Linked DNA regions of Rattus norvegicus: region 1 is linked to region 2. A link is a contact called in public Hi-C data. All regions are on one chromosome and are shown on one strand. The core of a region is the stretch at or near the end of the contact, and the rest is flanking DNA. Distances in the headings are between cores, read along the strand shown. Region 1 overlaps Ttc7a (tetratricopeptide repeat domain 7A). Region 2 has its middle 67 kb from the start of Epcam.

Evidence for each region. A called contact is a pair of places that touch in the nucleus more often than the background predicts.
Region 1: a Hi-C map of Schwann cells shows a contact between it and region 2, with 5 times the contacts expected there. The contact joins two enhancer-like sites. A contact is called at or near these places in 5 of 12 Hi-C or Micro-C datasets (the A7r5 cell line, the Rat2 cell line, Schwann cells and 2 more).

Annotation. Positions count from the first base shown.
Region 1 is chr6:12,942,443-12,949,590 of GRCr8, forward strand. It overlaps Ttc7a (tetratricopeptide repeat domain 7A), which reads right to left. Exons shown (of 20, transcript NM_001100756.1): 15 at 6,369-6,529. Among named protein-coding and RNA genes, the nearest start is that of Mir3558, 11 kb to the left of the region's middle. Within about 2 kb of position 2,364, at least 56 of the 93 cell types and tissues checked have an H3K27ac peak or open chromatin away from gene starts, as enhancers often do. A contact at or near this core is called in Schwann cells, where this site is marked.
Region 2 is chr6:12,713,370-12,720,047 of GRCr8, forward strand. No RefSeq gene overlaps it. Among named protein-coding and RNA genes, the nearest start is that of Epcam, 67 kb to the left of the region's middle. Within about 2 kb of position 5,027, at least 36 of the 93 cell types and tissues checked have an H3K27ac peak or open chromatin away from gene starts, as enhancers often do. A contact at or near this core is called in Schwann cells, where this site is marked.

The DNA.
Region 1 (7,148 bases), core at 1,114-3,613, 230 kb after region 2:
TGGTGTAGCAGTACAAGCTTATGCTCCAAGCACTCAGGAGGTAGAGGCTGGAGGATCGTGTTTTATTAAAAATGACACCAATAAAAAGTCGAGCCAAAATGATTAAGCAGGACCAGGGCTGTGAGATGCCCAAATCCTCCAGGTTTCCTCCCCTTCTCTTCTTTCCACCCCAGGAATCTCCTGTCCCTCTAATCTGAGGGTCTCCTGGGATGTACAAGTGTCCAGCCTCACACCCCTCCACTGGGGCAGCAGGCAGAGAAGAGGCTCAAGTCTCTGCCATAGAGAGACCTTCAAACACAATAATGCATGGGGGAGTCTGGCCTCGTCTGCAGTGCAGTGGTTTAGGTCCAAGAACAGAGGTGTCTCTGGAGACCCGGAAATGTGGATGCCAGAGAGACCAGGTAACTAGGAGACCGGAAAAGCAGGGATAAAGTTCTGGAGTAGGTATAGAGGTCCCCACTTCATGACAGAATAACAGGATGGGCACGGAGCCAGGGGGCAGCTGTCCTCCCTCCGCCACCCACAGCACCAGCTAGGTTCCCATTCAGTCTGTAATCGTCAGGCTTCTTTCTGCAAGGAGGCCCAGACCTCATGTAGGATGCCAGGGTCACACTAAGCGATGCAGGGCTCCCTAGGTCCTCCATATTCCACTGCTCTGGGGAAGGCAGGAGGGCTGATTACTCAGGCACATACTTTATGAGGGTGTGATTTTTACAGGGACCCTAATGGGGATGGGCTCCCTGAGAGGGGAGGCGCCACCCCTAGCTTTATTACTTTCCCTCAGACTAATCTTCAACACTCAAGGGACCCTTTTTAGCAGTTCTTAACCTTAAAGCTAATGATTTTCCCCTGGTGTAGAGGATTACTGTGACCCAAGTTCCCTAATCCTTGAAGACTCACAATGATCCTCTGCCTCTTAATAAATTGAACTCGATCCGACTTTGAAGCTTTAAAAGGCAACAGCCCGAAAGTCTCAGCTTCTGGAGTACCAGCTCCTGGCCTTCAAAGGCCCTGCCCCACCTGGTGAGGAGCCCCAGCCTGGTACGCTGTGCCCCGAACATACTCTTCCCACCAGTGCAGTACTGACTGCCGGCTGACCCACCCCACCAGCCTCCCAATGCCGTCCTACCACAGATAACTAAACAACCCCCTAGTAAGCTCTCCAGACTTGAACACGACTCAGACAACAAAGGCCTTGCAGGCTGTTCGAGAAGCTCTTAGGTAGGACAAGGGTAGGCTCTGGCCTGGAATATAGATAGCTTTAGTCTCTGCATCTGTGTTTTCCACCCAGTATAGCTTTTTCCACTGAGGAGACAGGCTCTTGTGGGCAGAGCACAGATAATGAAGACAGGCCTCTGTCTTGGGTCCTCTCGAATCACACAGAACAAGACCACAAGAGAGCTGAGAAGAAGAAATGCTGAATGTCAACCCAGCTCAGCCAAGGAGGAGGTGACCTTTGAGAAGGACCTGAGGGGGCCAGCGATTATGCCTGGCTTAGCACTTCCTCGGCCACATGGCCAGAGAGTCCTGGCTGCTGTCCCCACGCACTGTGGCCGCCAAGCATGTTTAATGAACCCAGCAGAGTGATAAACTATGTTTGTGTTAATACCTTTGATTCCAACCCCTCCTCAAGTGTTGGTATTTTAAGCATCCTTTTGATGTGCCACAAGTCCTTAATAAGAACAATCCAATAAACACACTGGGTTTACGGCAGAAATGTTAACAGAAGTCCCGGACTCTGATCCCTTCTGCTTGGTGGGTTGCCCCTCCAGAAATGTGTCCCGTGCAACCTGATAAATAGGTGTGCATGTGAGGGGCAGGCAGATAACTCGGAGAAATGCCCTAGAGGCTCAGCTTCAGCCTCGACTGGATCTAGCTACAGACAGGCTCCAGCTAATACCTAGTTATATCACGTCAAACATTTTCCAAAACAGCCCTGGTTTCCTGGGGCAGATGGCTGCAGCAGTGCATGTGTTGATCTGGGGCGAGCAGTGGCTTGTGCAGAGAGCCACATTGTTCCTACACTGGCAAAGTCCTCTGGGGCTCTGACACACATTCCCTCAAGACTTCCCAAGTCTCCTAGGGCCAGGGGGCTGGGCCAGCAGGGGCTCTCAGGAATGCCTACTGTGTCAGATAATGGGTGGGGAGGTGGCCCTGCCCACTGTGGAGCTAGGAAGAAAACACACACACTTGCTCCCCTGTCACTTGAGGGCCTTGGGTCCTCAGAGTCAGCCTGGCAGGCCGCCAGTGCTGGGCGGGGGGAATGACTGACAGCTTGCTTATTGGAAAGCTCCCATCCTTGGCCTAGGAACTTTGTTTGGTTTCTATGGTGACCTTCACTACAAGGTCCTGACTAAAGCTAAAGGAATGTGTTACCTAAAACCATCTCCTTACAGTGTGCACCATGGCCATTCCTCCCTACCCCATACTCCTGTTCCTCCTGGTCAGGCTTCCCAGCTGCCTCTTCATGGGAAGGGCCAGCAAAGACAACTCTGGGGCTGCTAAAATTCTCACATTCCCCACAGGAAGCCCGTGGCCTGCCTGGCCTTGGGCCTCCTGGCCGCCTGGTACATGTGTCCAGGGCTTAGTGGGAAGCCCATGGGATTTCAGGAAGCTGCTGGGGGTATCTGGTTTCCATCATACCAGGCTGTGTGAGGACATACAGTGTTGTCCCCGTGGAGGAATCAGTCTCTGCCTCGTCACGTTTCCGCCTTTTTAAACCTGAGCCGTGTTAACCAAAGGCCATCCTCCACTTGGCTTCTTAATCCCTGAGTGAGAAGGGTTTTCAGAAGCTGGGCTCACCAAGGCTGGGTTCTGCCCCGCATGCCTAGATGGTGCCTGTGTGGGAACACTGACTGTTCCCTGTGTCACTCACAGCCCAGCCTCATCCATACCCCTTCCTTCAGCTCCTGGCTCACTCACACCCTCAGTGCCAGGTGTCAATGGGACTTTGTGGCCTTCTCTCCACACTGAGACCTTGGACACAGCAGTCTACCAACCTGTAACCTTCAGTCCGAGTCTCACAGCGCACTTGAGAAGCAGAAGAGCAGGGGAGATTTTCAAAATTTATTTTATTTAAAGAGGAACACGTTGCTGCGGGCGGCACCTAAGCCACAGAAGTGACTCACGGCAGTGACCTGACCAGCTCTCACACTAGGATAAACTCATAAGGTGGGGGTCTGCTTAGCGGCCAGCTTCCTCCTTTGTCTAGGCCTCTCCCAAGCAGCAGAGGGCCACAAAGTACCCCTACACTGACCTGCTGGCTTCTGTCCTCCATGGGGACAGTTCTTGGATCCACTGAACTGATGACTCTGCACAAAGGAAAAGTCTCTAGAAGGCTTGGCCACCAGGATAGCCCTGCAAGGTGCTTGGTGGGAGACAACCTATGTCACAGGCCTGAGAGTACTTTGTTAGGGATGGTGAGGTCAGGCCGAGGCGGTTTGGTCTGGGTTGCTTTGCTGAGCACTATTTACTGGACTGCTGGTTTAATTAACTGCTAGCAAGAGCTAGAGCCCCACATGGCCTCTCCTAGCTCAGGGGGCAGGTGGGGAAGCAGGACACACAGTCAATCGAAAAGCAATGACATTTTTCAGTGATCCCTGACCCATAATGGTCTCAATGACATTTCCTGCTAATCCATGGGTTTCTGCATTCCAGGGTTTCATCTGTGGGGAACAGTTTTAATTTATTTGCAAAGGGACTCGGTCACTGGATAGAACTGGTGTGTGTGTGTGTATAACTTTTTTTCTATAAGAAAGATTTATTTTCTCACACTCTGGTGTCTTGAATGAATTCCTGTCTGGTTAGTTTTGTAGCCTTTGAGGGCCAGTTCAGATCAAAGCAGAGCTCTGGGTCTGGGAGCTGATGAAGAACAACTTCTCCACATCACCTGACCCTGCTAACTGAGCAAACTGAGTAGGGGAGTTCTCCTCGGGGTCCATCGCACTCATTCCCTGTGCTCTGCAGAACACTCAGTAGTAACAGGGAACCACACAGTGCAGTGTCTCACACCCTAGAGCTAGCTCCTGCCGCCCCTCAGTGCAGTCTCTGTCAGTGAGCAGTTCTCATGGCATAGGCTGCCCCCTTAAGGCTCTTCCCGCAGAAGCACTATTTTCCAGGCAAACACCACAGTCTAGACCAACACCCACTTCCACCATCACCACAGCCCTGGGGTCGTGGCCCCTTTAAGAACCTGCTGAAAGCTATCTCCTTGCAAACAGAAAGGTTTTCATTCACATACATACACCCATGGGACTCCTCCTGAAGGGGTGGAGGTGGAGTGGTAGGCACAAGGCTCAAAGCCCAAACCTCTCCCTCTGCCTGTGAGTGCAGTTGGGCAGAGCAGTGTGGGAGGAAGGAGCTGTCCAATCCATTCTAGAGCAGCAACAGGATAGTGAGAGTGAAGCCACTGGGAGAAAGCATCTTCCTGGGGTGGTCGCGGAAGCAAAGGAGTAGATCCTAGCATGTCTCACACAGCTTGGGGTTCAGGCAGACTTTCGGCAAGGGAAATGGCCTCTCAGAGCAGGCGGGGGTGGGGTAGGATGGGGGATGGGGTGGGGTGGGGTGGGATGCTGGGCCAGTAGGACATTCAGTGCATGAAAGATGCTGAGAGGCGAAGAGGGAGGGCCAGGGATGGGAGGTGTAGCCCTGTGGGCGGGGTGCTCCTTCCCTTCCCACTCAAGAGTTCCGAGCTTTTCTCCTTGAGTGTTTCTTTTCCCACTTTGTCCAACCAACAGAGTAAACACACACACACACACACACATACGCACACACGCACATGCACACACAGGCACGCATGCCCACAGAGTAAACACACACACTCACACACAGGCACACACACACACACGCACACAGAGTAAACACACACACGCACACGCACACAGAGTAAACACACACACACACGCACACACACATAGGCACACACGCACACACATGTACACAGAGTAAACACACACGCACGCACACATACAGGCACGCACACAGAGTAAACACACACAGGCACGCACACAGTAAACACACGCACACGCACACGTGCAGGCACGCAGACCAGCAGCAGTGAGTCAGGACCTGCCAGGTAGGTGAGGATAGAGTCTGGGAGAAGCAAGGATCCACTGTGGACAGCAGAGGCCTCTTCTCATCTGGATTTTTACTGTATATAAAAACCACAGGGCTGGGACAATAACTGCGTGGGTAAAGGCATTTGCCACCAAGCCTGAAGACCTGGGTGCTATCTCCAGAATTCACACGACAGAAGGAGGGAACCGACGACTTCGAGGTGTCCTCTGACATGCACACGTGCCATCGCACATGTGTACTACTTCATATAAATGTAGCTTTTAAAAATTAAAAATAAATAAAGCTACCACCTGGCACTGCTGTATGACACCTGGGTTTCCTGTTGCCCACAACTCTTGGTCTATGCTTCAGTATCCTTGAAGCGTCTTATAAAAGTGAATGATCATTTCTCCAAGGCTGGATGGAGCCAGGCTCGAAGCCCTAGCTATCCCCCTATACAAGGATGGACTATCAAAGCAGACACATGCTCTACACCTTATGAAGAGCTAGGATCCACTGGGCAGGAGAGTTGGGTATGTGGAGAGGACCGGATAGCATCAGGAATTGGGCTGGGGGTGGTTTAGATTATAGACAGCAGACAGTCTGGGTGCAGAGAAACAGGAAAGAGGCTCAGGGTTCATCCAGCATGACCTCCCCCTAGATCTCCTCACAGAGCCACAGTGTGGCTTCTGCCTTGGCTAGCCTGCTGTCCTGATTTGACGACTTTATGGTGAGGGGAAAGAGACCAATCCTACCCTATCTGCTGCTCCCTGACCCAGTGTACTGTGAACCCTGCTCCAAGAAGCAGGGTTGTGGTTGGTGGGGTAAACATGAATAGTCAGGGCCACCCTGAAAGAAGATAACCATTCCCCCAGCTTCCGGAAAAGAATGCAGTTCGAATGGTTCCTTTGCCCTCCACCAGCCCAGATAGCTTTCCGATTCTATCCTTGGCTGGTTGTGTCAGGGTCGTGATTACGTCACACGCCTTACCAAGGGGTACCCCCAGGACTGGAGGGCTAGGTGGAAGTGCTATCCTGTACACATGCAATCCACCAGTTCTCCCCTGGAGCCCACAGCTTCTATGCGGTGCCCAGGAGCCCCACCAGTTCACGAGTCCACGCCAAGCACCCTCCACATAGCGCCACAACCCCTTGTCCTTCCTATGCCTCCCTGTCACTCTGCCCACAAAGCTGTCTATGCAAAGGACACTATACTCTGTGCTCCGGCTGGCAGTGTGACAAGCTGAGGTGTACGCAGGCAACCATGCAGTAACCAAGCCAGCCTCTACCCAGCAGTGACCCCAGGAGACTCACTTGAAATTTTCAGGATGCTCGGTGATGGCCATGTTGATGACATCCAGGGCATGTTGGTGATGCTTCTGGGCAGAGAAGAGCAGTGCTAGCAAGTGGAGGGCATTGGCGTCATCCCTGCACACCGTCAGGGCCTCCTGAAGACGCTCTATAGCACTGGAGATCTGCCAGGAGAGACCGCCAGGTTAGGGACCTTCCTCTCTGACTCCAACATGAAATGGCTTGGCTCAGTCCTATTCAAGTCAGCCCGGGACAGACATCTCCCATCAGACAGCCTGGCAAGGGATTGGGTGGGCAGACAAAGGCAGGCATCTTGAATGGAAGGAGGAGGGAGCCTTAGGTATAGGCTGCCCACCACAAGGGGAGGCTCCTTCCCAGAGCCTGGCTAACAGGGTCACCAGAGTCCCCCTCGGGGAGAGCTCCGGGTGGGTGGTAGTGTGACCAAGGGCAGGGAGGCAGCAGGGATGAATGACAGTGTGAGGCCTAGCTGGATGGTAGTATTGGTTTTTGTACTCTGAGCTTTTCAACCTAATAATCATGTGTTGTTCTACAGTGAGATTAGAGAGGGAAGATGAGGCCAGAGCATGCAGGGACGAGAAAGCCGTGGAAAGTCTGAGAAGCTACACGGGTGAGGCAGACCTGCTGCCACACGGAGGCTCAGTGTTTACAGCTTGGGTTTGCCTCTCTTCCTGGTGCTGAGGAAGGACTCCAGCTCCCACTGCTTTGAGTCCTGCAGACAGACAGGCAAGGAAGATAACACAATGCTGGTTCTGCTGCCTTGCC
Region 2 (6,678 bases), core at 3,777-6,276:
GATTAGTGAGTGAACGGCTACGCTAAATTCAGACTTTGTCTGCTCTCCCGACCTCAATGTCATGACTGAAATCATCCTAGCAGCAACCTGCCAGCGCTGTGCCCACACCGCGAGCGCCTGTCACTTGTCTGGCCCAATTTACCATCTTTCAATAATCTAAATTAAAACTGGGGGCCACTGGCTTGGATCTAAAATTGTAAAATGGGTTATTGAACTGCCAGCCTGGAGCCCAGAGACCTCTCTTCTGTGTGCACAAGGACAGAGGAGGGACAAGAGATGTGCCTTCCGGACTGCTCTCTCTGGTTTTCATTTCGTGCTTGCACAGCTGCGGGAGGGCTGGAGGGCGAATCTGTTCCACTGCCACAGCCTTTCAACGGCTCTGGTAGCTTTCAGGGGCAAAGTCTCTCTCCTAAGCTCCCTCCCTAACCTGCTTAGTTGTTTCTCTGCTTCCCCATTACCTCACAAGCTCCTCAGCCCTTCTTAGAGCTGCAGCCCATTCTAGAGACCCAGAGTGATGCCACCCCACCCCAGGCTGTTAGTGAGATGGGACCACCAACATGCAGCTGGCACACAGGAGGGGACTAGTAGTGTTGTCTTCCCTCCCCCCATGCTTGGATAGGACAGTACGACCTACAAGGGCCAATCCGTGTGACAGCATGTTCTACACAGTGTTGCTATCCTTGGGCAAACACTTCCAGGCACAGCAAACAGGGACATTATGTCACTCAAGCTGATGCAGAAGAAGGCATTTCCTAGACTTTTTCCCCTTCCTCTTTTTTTACCTCTTATATTCTTGAAAAGTAAATAAATTCCCTGTAAACTCCTAGATGCTTACCACTGGCCACAGAGTAATGGTCACCTGGCTGTCCCCACGGGTTGAAGCCAGTGCTGTACCTGCAGTCGAGTCTTTAGAACATTAGCTGGCCGACCGCGATCGGCAGAGACGGGGAAGCCGTAAGCATGGGCTGGTCATTCCGGGGCCCTGTCATCTGACTCAGCCTTGTCAAGAGCACGAGGAAGCGCAGAAGACTCGCTTTCCTCAGATGTGGAGCCTGCTGTTTCAAACTACAGGGCTTGAGACAGGGCAAAGCCCAAGCAGAATGGCGACCTGCTGATTTTGCGGGCTGAAGACCACGCTCAGTCTCAGAAATCTGTCAGCCACTGCCAGGGTTCTGAATCCCAAGAGCAGCCTTGGCCTAGTCTCTCTTCCCAGTTCCCTGATCCAACCTTTCTCTGAAACCCCAAGAGAGTAACACTTAGGCAGAACCTCTGTGGTGTCCTCCCATTGCAGACACTCCAAACTAGAGGGGCCAGGAGCTTGGAACTCAGCCTGTTCCGGAGAAGTCAGGTAAGCATGAATTCTGCCCATGGCTGGCACTCTCCTGATTCCAACTCCCTCTCGGTCACACCCAAGGGTTCCAGCTTTTCCCTATCCACTGCCACACCCAAACTACCCCCTCTGGGTTTGCATGCTAGGTAAATTTTCTGCTCACTACCCATTTGCCTACTCCAGACTCACGATCGATCGGGGCACTTCGGTCATCAGATGGTTTGATAGAAGTCTCTGTTCTGAAGGACTTAAAGGACTTGTGTTCCTTAAACATGCGAGCACGTCACGTGCAGCTCAGTCTCAGCTTTACCTTGTTCAGGGGTATTGCTTTCTGTATTATGTGTCACTCAGAGTGAGCGGTTTCATGCGCCTTGTTTTTTGTAGAACCACAGGGAAACTGATCGTAACTATTCCCCTCAGAGATAGACTTCCCAGGTCACCCTGCAAGGTCTAATAAGGTGAGTCTTCTGTCAACACCTTGATCTCCCAGGCTTCTCTCACACCCTGTAATAGCCCTAGAAGGTTACATGCCATTGTGTAGCTGCTGTAGCCCAAGGATGATGTAACAGCATCAGCAGAGAGCATGTGGGCATGTGGGTGTGGCCAGGCACTGCCAGGAGAGATCCTGGGAGGAAAGCAGCTATCACATCGGGACTTTGGGCCCTGGGAGGAGTTTCCTGGTCTCAAATATCCTCTGTGCCCTGCAAGTGTCTAAGCAGAGAGTAGTAAAGTCTGGTAGCTGGGGCTTAAGTCCATCTGCTCCTTACCACCGAGTGAATCTGTGTCTCTGAGATTCTGTTTAATCATGCTAGAGGAAGGTTGTGTCGGACCTATTTTATTTTGTTTGGTTTTTCGAGAGGGATTCACTGAGTCCCCAGGATCCAACCGTCTACCCATCAGTGGTGGGGCTATAGGGATGGGCTAACACATCTGGCTTTTCTCTGCGTGTTGGGGATACAAACCTAAATTCCCATGCTTGTACAACAAGCGCTATATCCACTGAGCCATCTCCCTAGTTCCTTTTTTAAAATGTATTATTTTATGTGCACATCTGCATGTGTGACCATGAGTATCACAGCACATACGTGGAGGTCAAAGGGTGACTAATGGCTCTCGCTTTCTGCCTTGTTTCTGACATTGGGCCTCTCCTGATTGTGACACTCACTAGTTAGCCCACACTGACTAGCACACTCTAGGTCAGCTAGCCCTTGAGCTGAAAAGGTGAGTCTCCTGCCTTGGCCTCCCATTTTGCCGAGGACAAGGTGCAAGGAAGTATAATGTATGACTCATTGTGCCCGGATTGAGTGCTATTTTAATGACTGTCGCTTTAAGGGTTTTTGACATCAGTGTCACTTTTGCTAGTGGTATCCAGGAAAGGTGGTGTCGGATTTCAGGATGTGTTGTGTTCATTTCTCCTTTACGGTGGGAACAAACTGAAGGGCAAAAACTAGAGTCTCAGGAAATAATAAAAGTTTGTGTGTTACTGTGCTCCAGGCACTGGGCTAGACATTTTATATTCAAGCATCGCCACCCACCATTTTAGAAATAATTTCTGTTTTCATAGTGAGAAAACAGAAGAGACAAGCAGGTAATTTGGCCAGTGTACTGCTGAGTTGAGAGGCTTCAGCTGGCCAACCTTTGTTGTTGTTGTTACGGTGTGTGTGTGTGTGTGTGTGTGTGTTTGTGTGTTTGTTTGTGTGTGTATGTATGTTTGTGTGTGTGTTTGTGTGTGTATGTGTGTTTGTGTGTATATATGTTTGTGTGTATGCATGGTGTTTGTGTGTGTATATGTTTGTGTGTGTTTGTGTGTGTGTATGTTTGTGTGTGTATGTATGTTTGTGTGTGTGTTTGTGTATGTATGTGTGTGTTTGTGTGTGTGTGTGTGTGTGTGTGTGTGTGCATATGTGCATGAGCCCAAGAAGGTCATCAGATGAGGCACCTATCCCAGGGAGTCACTGACAGCTGTGAGAGCCAAGGCCCTCCATGTGGATTCAGGAACTGAACCCTGGTCCTCTGCAATCAGAGCAGTCAGTGCTCTCAACCCCCAGCCATTTCTGCAGCCCCTAGAAGTGGGTTAGAACACAGAGCACAGCTCCCCTGTCCCCTGTTCCTACACTGTGCTTTTCTCCTTGTCTTTCTGTGGTTGGTCATTCTCTAACGCGCCCTGTGAAATGGGAGGACAGTAACTGCACATTTAGTGTGTGACACCTCTCTAAAGTATTTCCAGGGCACTAACTAAACAGAGCGTCTGGCCCATAATAATGACTCAATAGATTTTTGAAGTCAGTCTCCTGTACACCCCTCCCCGGCCAACCACCCTCCACCTAGGGACTGTGTTGCCCTGGCAAGCCACCTTGTGACCCTACCCTGTCCTTGGCACCTGCCCTTGGAGCCAGGCACAGCGAAAGCACACCATCACGCTGCTCTGTGGTGAGATGTCACCTGACCGTGAATTCAGCGTACAGTTTGTGAACAGAGAACATGGCACAGGGGCCAGAGCAGAGACTCTTCCCACAGGACAACCATGAATCCCTACTCCCCATTTCTTTCTAGTAGCCTCTCTGGCCATTTGGGGCTGTTATCTGTAAGGAGGCAATTTAATCCTCCTTCAGGAATTCAGAGTCATAAACCCATTCCCCAGGGAGCTGGGGTAATAAGAAAGAGCAAAGTTTCGTATTCTGCTCTGATAAGAGACTTGTTTAAACAAGATCACACACAAAGCCAGCTTGATCCTCATACCCTTCACTTCCCCCTTCCCCCTCCCGCTTGTAGGATTGGAGAGCCGGTGTGCACTGCTGGGCTGGAGCCCTTGCTGCCACCAGCACATGGCTCTCAAGCACATGCAGTCTCCCACCGCCCTCCCTGGTCTTGGTTCCGGAAGTCAGCCTGCACCGGCTCATCTGCATTTTGGAGGCAGAGCAACCTTCAATACTGTGGCTGGTTCCAGTGCCCTGGTGTCGCCTGACCTGGGTTAGAAAAGGAGTAGGGGGTTGGGGATTTAGATCAGTGGTAGAGCACTTGCCTAGCAAGCGCAAGGCCCTGGGTTCGGTCCCCAGCTCGGGGGGGGGGGGGGGGGGGGAGCAACCTGGAAGTGTCCTCTCAGACTGCAGCCATGTGGAGTCCGGCAGAGGCCTTCCCTCTGCCCGGTCCTGGCTCCTCAAGAGTGGAACCCCTCGGATGGACACAGCAGAGAAAAAGTGAGAAAAAGGGGGCTGTTTCCACAAGACCACTGAAGTGGGTTTGCTTTGTTTGCTCCGTGAGTGACACTGTGGGTGACAGTGTTCAGCCCCGATGATAAAGGGTGGGACCACGGTTTGTCACGATCTTCAAGTGCCACAGAAAACTGTCCACCCAGGTCTTCTTTCCTCTGCAGATCTGTCAGGCAGTCGCAGTGTAGGGGTGATATCGCATTCACCGGGGACAGTCAAATGAGCGTGTGCCTTGCACCAGGCTGGCCTTCTCAGGCTGCAGGCTCCCAGGCTATCCCAGGCTGGCCTTCTCAGGCTGCAGGCTCCCAGGCCACAGTGAGGACTGGGTTGCAGTTGCCAGTGAAGGTAGAGGAGGCAAGGATTCCTACCCCGAGAAATCATGGCAGGACCTGGGGCTTCAGGCAGAAGGGCCAGCTCCTTACCCTGACTTACAGGATTCTAGGCCAGGGCCCAGCAAACCCTTCTCATGACACTTCTGGTACATTCCACAGAGTCTGAAAGGGCTTTTGTCCCCACATAGGGAGAACAAACAACAAAGGCCTGTTGTGCGGAGTAGACTTGGAAGGGGAAACCTTTTGCTTGAGGAGTCCAGCTTTGCCTGTCGGCTTTAGCCCTGATGTGGTCAAACAGGAACAGGAGGAGGGTGACTTCTGGGTTCCCACACACGTGGCTGCTGTCTCTCTCTCTCTCTCTCTCTCTCTCTCTCTCACACACACACACACACACCTTTGGACAGTCTGTGGGCTGTGGGAAGGCAGTCAGTCAGCCCTTCAGGAGCTTCAGGAGATGAATCTTTTGTGACTTCGGTTTTTTTTTTTCCCCCTGGGAGCAACATAGGCCCAGAGTGAGCTACAACCCGCCATGGGTCACACCAAGCCTCACAGTACCTACCCATGAGAATGTGAGGCTGGTCTGTGGGTGCTATTCAGGATACAGCACTTGCTTAGCATGAAGCAAAGTCCTGAGGTTATCCCTGACACCTCAAATAAACACGCAAACACATACAAACATCACACACGCAGGCCCCTAGTGCAACGACATTACTCCGAAGTCACTGAGGCTGGGGAAGGGAGGGTTCCCTCTGGTACTTTGCTCCAGCCTTCCCTTCCCCTTCTCTGGTATATTGCTGTGCGATTGGGTGTTGGCAGGGCTTGTGTGAGGCTGTGGTCAATCACCAAGCCTGATGCAGAAGCTGTGGAAGGACGCTACCTACTGGCTTGCTCTTCATAGTTTGCTCATCCCACTTCCTTACAGCATCCAGGACCAGCAGCCCTGGGGTGGTCTCACCCACAGCGGGCCCGGCCCTCACCCATCAATCATCAATCAAGAAAACCACCACAGGTTTGCACACAGGCCTATCCTATAGAGGCATTTTTCAATTAAGATTCTTCTTTCCACATGACCCTAGCTTGTGTCAAGTTGATATAAGAAGTAGCAAGTACATGATCACACACACACACACACTCACACACTCAAACACAGACACACACACACTCACACACTCAAACACAGACACACACACTCAAACACACACACACTCAAACACAGACACACACACTCACATACTCAAACACAGACACACACACTCAAACACACACACACTCAAACACAGACACACACACTCACACACTCAAACACAGACACACACACTCAAACACACACACATACACATACACTCACATACACACTCAAACACACACACCACATACACACTCAAACACAGACACACACACTCAAACACACACACATGCACACATACTCACACACACATACACACGGACACACACACAGTCACACACATATGACACATAAATACACATGCAGACATACACAAACACAATGAATAAAATGTAATTTAAAATTTTGGGGGGGTCTGGAAGGATGGCTCAGTGGTTAAGAGCACTGAATACTTTACTAGAGGGACTAGGTTTTTTGTTTTGTTTTGTTTTGTTTTGTTTTTGTTTTGTTTTGTTTTTTTGGAGCTGGGGACTGAACCCAGGGCCTTGCGCTTGCTAGGCAAGCGTTCTACCACTGAGCTAAATCCCCAACCCCGGGACTAGGTTTTATTTCCATCTCTAACATGGTAACTTTAGTAACAGAGGATCCAACATCCTCCTCTGGACCTGAGGGTAGCAGGAA